2 separate regions of the Pan troglodytes genome follow, and region 1 is linked to region 2. The links are chromatin contacts, called in public Hi-C maps. All regions are on one chromosome and are shown on one strand. Each heading gives the region's core, a stretch centred on a gene start, on an enhancer-like site or on the middle of the called end of the contact. The rest is flanking DNA. Distances are from core to core; before and after follow the strand shown. Region 1 holds the start of ROR1 (receptor tyrosine kinase like orphan receptor 1). Region 2 overlaps ROR1 (receptor tyrosine kinase like orphan receptor 1).

What was found. A called contact is a pair of places that touch in the nucleus more often than the background predicts.
Region 1: a Hi-C map of stem cell-derived neural progenitor cells shows a contact between it and region 2, with 2.5 times the contacts expected there. The contact joins the promoter of ROR1 here to the enhancer-like site in region 2. A contact is called at or near these places in 1 of 7 Hi-C or Micro-C datasets (stem cell-derived neural progenitor cells) and 1 of 1 datasets of contacts at active chromatin or transcription factors (stem cell-derived excitatory neurons).

Annotation. Positions count from the first base shown.
Region 1 is chr1:167,214,389-167,217,768 of NHGRI_mPanTro3-v2.0_pri, forward strand. ROR1 (receptor tyrosine kinase like orphan receptor 1) reads right to left here and starts at 1,781. Exons shown (of 8, transcript XM_016919829.4): 1 at 1,608-1,781. The coding sequence starts at 1,698.
Region 2 is chr1:166,945,613-166,949,067 of NHGRI_mPanTro3-v2.0_pri, forward strand. All of the region lies in intron 1 of ROR1 (receptor tyrosine kinase like orphan receptor 1), which reads right to left. Among named protein-coding and RNA genes, the nearest start is that of UBE2U, 160 kb to the left of the region's middle. Within about 2 kb of position 1,994, at least 10 of the 24 cell types and tissues checked have an H3K27ac peak or open chromatin away from gene starts, as enhancers often do. A contact at or near this core is called in stem cell-derived neural progenitor cells, where this site is marked.

The DNA.
Region 1 (3,380 bases), core at 531-3,030, 270 kb after region 2:
CTGAATTAACCAAAGCCCCAAGCCAGGAGTCCCACCTTAGTTAAAATCACCCTGCTTATCTCCACCTCAATTTGCTGGGCAACCCAAGTTGAGAAGGATGTTTACATTACGTAGGCAGCATGGCCCATTTTTACTTTTCACCCAGGTGTTGTGGCGCAAGGCCAGATGTTTGGCATCACCAAGCAAAACATCTATGTGACCAAGCTGTTTACATTTCATTAGGATTTTTCATCAGGAAGGTGCACTCCCTGCTGATGCACATCTTAATTACAATTAGGAGCTCTATTTACCCCCAGGAGCTTCCAGATTAGCACGACCACATTATAGGATCGGTTTCAGAAATCATCCTCAGAAAATGCTACTCTAGCTTCCAAAAACCATCTCTAAGAAATCAAAATTTCACACAACTTCCTTCCAGAGTGTGTTTTCTACCAAGAAAGTCAGCTAACTTTTAGTAAAAACTAATTCTGCATTCGTAGTCTATGTAGTGAATACATCTTTTTCCTCTCAACTGCTAAGTAGCGCAGAGCTTTTTCTTTTCCTAAACACAGTGCTAACTTAAAAATGAAAGATGCATGATAAAAGAGCAGAGATCTATTTATCCGCTCAGGTTTAGGGCTGGGAGTGGGGGAGGGCAGAATCCAAAGGCTCCTCACCCCCTCAAGGGATGCATGTTAAAAGTGAGGCCCGAGACCCCGGAGACTTTAATCAACTTTCCCCCTCCAACCTCCAAAGAATGAATCGGTTGTCTCCACAGGCTCAGCCGGGCTCTTCCCTCTCATTGTGTACCGGCTCAGACGCAGCAAGGACCCCAGCTTCCCGCAGCGAACTAAGACGCTCCGGCTTGCGGTGAAGTCTTTCTCTAACTGTTGCGATTGTCTTTGGAGATTACCAAAATCAAATATGCATTAGATGGCTTTTCTCCCTCTTGTTTGTAACACGCACACCCACACACGCGCGCGCACGCGCGTGCACACCCAAAGCACTTTGGAGCCGCAGGCCGCCTCTGACAGCACATTTTGCACAAAGTGGCAGCGGCTGCAGCGGCGCACAAGTTTTGGCCTCTATGGTGACTCTCGGGAGGGCCGGAGGACCGGGGGCGGTGGCGATGCGAGGCCGCCGGAGCCCCAGGAGGACAGGGCTTTTGTTTGCGTCGATCCGCGAGCCGCCTGGGCTCTGGCGAGCACCACTGAAAATCCAAACTCCCTCCTGGACCGCGCCTTCCGGGCCGGCTCGCAACTTGGGGGCAGGATAGACTTGCCTGAACACCGGCTGGGGCGCGCTGGAGGTCCAGGAAGACAAGGGGGGACGCCCTGCACAGAAGTGCCCCGATCACCCCCAGGACCCTCAAACCCCTCCACGCTTCCTGTCAGCGCTGACAATCGCTGCTGCGCACCGAGGAACGAGTCCCTGGGCGCGCCCCGGCCCGCCGCGGGGCTCCGGGGCAAACCCTGGCCTGGCGGCGCAAGCGAGCCCCGTGGCGGGTGGCCGGACGCGCCCCGGAGCCAGCGCGGCGCTTCCTGCGTGTCCCGCGCCCGGCTGGACGACGGAAGGGTGGCCACGGGTCAGGGGGTCTGGGCGGGCGGGGGCCGGCGGGCGCCTCTTACCTTGGGCAGCAGCCCCGCGTGCGGCCAGCAGCAGCGCGGCCAGCAGCGCCAGGAGCGGCGGGCGCGTCCCGCGGCGGCGCGGCCGGTGCATTCCTCCTCTCGCTGAGGCGGCGGCGGCGGCGGCTCCCAGGCCGCGCGCAGAACATCCACGGGCTCTTCCCGGGCTCCCGGCCGCCTCGTCCCGGCCGCTGGCGCTCGCAGGACGCCGGGGACGTCTGCAAAGCTCTTTGTCCCTCTAACCTGCTCCCTCGCCTCCGCCTGGCCGCCTCTGGATGCCGCGAGCGCGATCCCTTCCCAGCCCTCTGGCTGCAGCCTCGCCTGGGCCGGCGGGTCAGTCCCAGGCTGTCCCGGTCGCACCAGTGGGCGTGAGTCGCCCTGGGTCGGACTCCGAGAACAGCGCACCCTGCGCCCAGGGGCTGCCGTCCCGGGGCTCCCTCGGCGGCGGCGGTGGCGGCTGCTCCAGCTCTCCACGCTCCCTCTCTCGCTCAACTTGTCACTTTCCACCAACTCTCCAGCCCAGCGCCCCAGCCCCGACCAATGGGAGACGCGGCCCAGGCTGGCGACCCAGCGCCCTCTGCTGCCGCCTCTCAACGCCCGCACCCTCCCCGACTTCGCAGAAAGCGGTCGCGGCTCCCGCGTCTCGGGCACGCTCCCTCCCCTCCCCTCCCCCACACTCCTCAAACTCGCCACCGAACCGAGCCCCGGGGACCTTCGAGGCTACTTGACAGAAGGGGAAACCGAGGCTCAGAGAGACTTATCCGGGATCTCAAGCCAGTTCGTGGCTGGACGACAGTAGACCCAGGTTCTAGCAGCCTCAGCTGTGTCACTGTTAGCTGTGTGACTCTGGGTAATGGCACATTTATTGCTATCATACAATTTCCCTTTTGCTTTCTTCTTGGACCCAAGAGTTGAGAGAGTTCTTACACAAGTAATTTATACTTCGCATTTTTGTCTTTAATTTGTAGTTTCACTGAATTCAATGTCATCTGTACTGCCTCCTGGCAAGATTTATTGAGGATTATCTGTGGTTATTTTTGCCAATGTCCCATGGTTTTTTGAAAGGTGTTTCTGTCTTCCGAATGTGAAGATAGAATACTGTATCGATTTATCTTCTTTGTATTCATTATTTTTTCAGGCCTTCTGAATCTTTGCATGTTTGTTTGTTTGTTTTTTGTCTAGCTGCTCTGCCATGAGCCAAGGGATCATTAAAGACCTCTACAATGAGTGTGTTTTTGTCCATTTCTCCTGGTTTAACTTTATGGATTTTGTAATTCATAAATACCCATAATGATTTGACTTTCCCTGTAGAGACTGCCTTTGATCATAAAAAGTGGTGAGCGCCTGCTGTTTTCAGGGCTGTGCTCTAGGCTCTGAAGATGCAAGGGTAATAGGACACCTGTCAGTCTTGCTCTGGAGGAACAGGAAGAAGCCCATAGTCTCTCAATAATCACGTGGCCACTTACTAAATACCTCCTGTTTGCCTTGTGTTTTATATGCATTTGCTCACAAATCCTCCATTGACACTAAAAAGAGTCATTAAAAGTATATACTTCTTAGCTGTTTTACATATATTATCCCCATATTACAGTTTTAGAAATTGAAACTCAAAGGGAAAGTAAATGACTTGCCCACAGTCTCACAGACATGGGGCAGCCAAGCCAGCACTCAGGCTATTTCCACTGAGAGAGTTAAAGCCTGTAACCAGAGCCTGGCACATGATAAGCACTCACTCGGGAGTTGTTGCTGTTGCAGTAGCCTCTAAGAACCCAGCTT
Region 2 (3,455 bases), core at 744-3,243:
TTCAAATGCATTAATATCACCACCAGTGCCATCAGTTATGATTGGGAAGAAGTTGTCAAGCTCGTGATGGTGGCTAAAAGTTTCGCAAAATTCTAACTTTTTCTGGAAAGTTCAAATTTTATTATTGGCAACTAATACTCCTGTTTCCTTCAAGCGGCAGGTTCATTTTCCTCATTTTAAAGAATATTCAAGAATAACTAACCATAATTTTTCTGTCGGTCATTCTTTAAAGTAAAAGTGGCTAGTTCAGCTCAGAACTCAAATGCTTTTCTTTGAGACAGTCATAGTATTTGGCAGGAGTACTTTACGTATACTGCCCATCTGCCATATGAAATATTAAAAATATATGTATTCAAGGGTCAAGATTTAATACAATTAATAATTTTTACTGCTTCATGGAAGACATTCTTAAGTGCAATTGGCTTTTTTTTTCTTTTCAACTACAAGTATATGGCAGTGGAATGTACAGTGACCACGAGTTTGGTACAGTTGGTGCCATTGTCTGAATTTGTTTGAGCAGTTTCACCCACCATTGCTTTTGCACAATTAGGATGGGTAAACTGCAGTTCAGAGGACTTAACAGCCTATCCCAGAGTTTACAGCTAATAAAAGGCAAAGCCAGGATTTGGACACCAAGCCCAGCGCTGTTTCCATCACACTCCATAGCTGCCCTTTCCCAGCCCTCGGGGTCCTAGACTGGTGTAAGGCTTTCAGAACAAAATGGGTGAGCTCAGGCCCTGAACAGTATGAGTCAGAGAGCAGAGTGACTTGGATGGCATGTTTTCTATTTCCGAACAAGCAGTTTGGGGCTTTGGGGCAATCCCAAGCGATTGTGTCAGATCTGGGCAAAAGTTTAGGACTCTGAATTAAAAAGGATTTGTTATTTTTACAATGTAGGAAAATGAAATGCCAGTATCCTTTTAGTGCCACCATCTTCTCCCATTAACAATGGAAAGTGATGATCATAGCTAACATTTTTCTGAGCATTTACAAAATGCCAGGCACTATTCTGAGCATCTTACACACTTTAATTTAAACTTGACAACAATCCTATGAGGTAGACTCTAAAACTGACCTCATTTTAGAGATAAGGAAACTGAGACACAGAGAAGTTAAGGAATTTCCCAAAGTCACACAGCCAGAAAGCAGCAGAGCCAGGACCCAAACCCACGCCTTTGAACAGCAGAGACCATATTATGATCTGATGCAATCAGATTCCCAATCAATCCAACCTGTAGTCTTTCATTGTCCTTTGCACCACTCATAACCTGGACTAAAAAATATTCTTGCCTTTTTATGAGTCCATCAAGCACGTGACAATACCCACTGGTACTGAAAACAACTAAATCACCACTAGTTGCTTAAGACGTAACTGGAAGTCATCATTGAGAATGAGCTTTTTAAATACAGTGCAGGCATGGTCTGTACTGAGGCTTAATGAACCAGAAAAAGCAAACTGCAAGAAAAAGGTTAGTTTATGACCTCTCTGGGAATTGAGACTCTATTTCCTCCTTTTTACATTTTTTGTATTCCCCTCAGCACTTCATGTGTTATTGTGAACTTCGTAGGCATTTAATAAACGCTGGTTGATGAAGTAAATGGAAGGCTCAAGTGAATTTTAGGCAAATTAGCTTTGGAGACACCCCATTTATTATTTACCCACTTGACAAGATGTCACATCCACAAATCCACAAATCCTTCCCAACATTTATTACTTAATTTTCAAAGTACCCCCATCTCTCCTCAGGGAGGAAGGTGGGGCCAAGTGTTATATTCCCATTTTGACAGGTGAGAGAAACTGAGATATAAAGAGTTGAGCAGTCCATTGCCATGGCAACCCAGCCAGTCAGCCGAGGAGCCAGTCACAATTAGGTTTAGGGCCTGGGTCTCGGTATCAAAAGAGGCACATGCCAAAATCCTAGCCTCCCACATGACTGATGCTTTTCAGAAGAGGGAGGAGGTTCCCAACATGAAATGAAATGCTTAGCTAAACATAAAGGAAGGCTGCCAAACACAGTTAGGTCATCGCATTTGACTTGGAGAGAACATTCTGTTCACGCTATCAACCTGCATTCACTTTCAGCACACTTCACCATAAATACTTCTGACTCACTATCTCGGGAAATATTTTTTATCTTAATAAACTCAATGCAAAGCATAATCTAAATCAGCTTGCACATTCTTGAGTCCAAGCCACAAGCTGAGTTTAATAAAATCAGCCGAAAATAGCAGGGGACTTCTGAATAACCACAGTTCGTTATCTGACACAGGGCTGCTGGGAAGTCCTGAACACACAGAGCTGAAGGTAAAAGCAGGAGGTGGGTAACCTGAAGGTATGAAGGGACCGAAACCATCGGATGACCCCACCTGCTGGATCTTAGCTCTCACCAGACATCTCACTGGAGGCGCTGCTTATAATAATAGACTGCGTCACACCAACCAAGAGCATGGGCTCTGGAGCTAGACTGCTTGGCTTCATATCTGAGCACCACCTTTTACTTGCTGTGATTTAACCTCTCTAAGCCTCAGTTTCCTCAAATGTGAAATGGGCTAATAATGATACCTACCCATTAGGGATGTTGTGGGGGTTAAAGGATTTAATCCATCTCTGGAATATCAAAAGTATTCCAGAAAAAAGTACTGATACCTGGGTCCCACCCCTAAAGATTCTAATTTAATTGTTCGAGGATGGAATCCAGACATGAGCATTTTTAAAAGCCCTTCTTCAAATGATTCTCCTGTGCAGTGAATAAGAGAACACCTGGCTACAGTAACTATCACTACCATTTCCTGACCCCTGATTCTTGCCTGGCTTCCTGTTAAACCCTGTAATTAATTTATTCCTCAAAAATCCTCAGGAGTATTCTCCACTACAATCCCTTGTTTACAAGAAGAAACCAATGCTGAGACATTAAGTGTGTTGCCTAAGGTCACATAACTGATAAAGAGTGAAACCGCACCTCCAACCCAACCCTTCCTCTTGCACTCTCCAGTATCCACACCTCTGCCCCAGGTTAAGTACCGAGGTGGCACAATGAAGATAAACATTTTCTGGGTGAATGAACCTGCTGGAAACCAGGGGATATGATGGTTAAAAGTGAAAAGAAAAGAAGTGCTGTGCTGGGCTGGGTGCTGGCCGAACACATTTTCTTGAAAACACAAGGACTAATGCATCAAGCTGAGCTTGGGCTATTGACTACAGAGTAGTAAGAGTGGGTTTAAAGAGTATCCACTGGACCAAAGACAACAAATGGCCAATAATGTGCCTCCTTTTTGGGGAGAGAACACACACACATTAAGAATGGTTCTGCAAATATGCACTTAGAGCAAAACCCCCTATAAATCAGGGTTAATGGGGAAAGACAGCCACCTTTACAGTTCTTTCCTTAGGAAGCCCAGTTAGCATGTGGTGCCACTCAAAGGAGTTTAAGAAAACTTGCACTTTGCTACTTAGA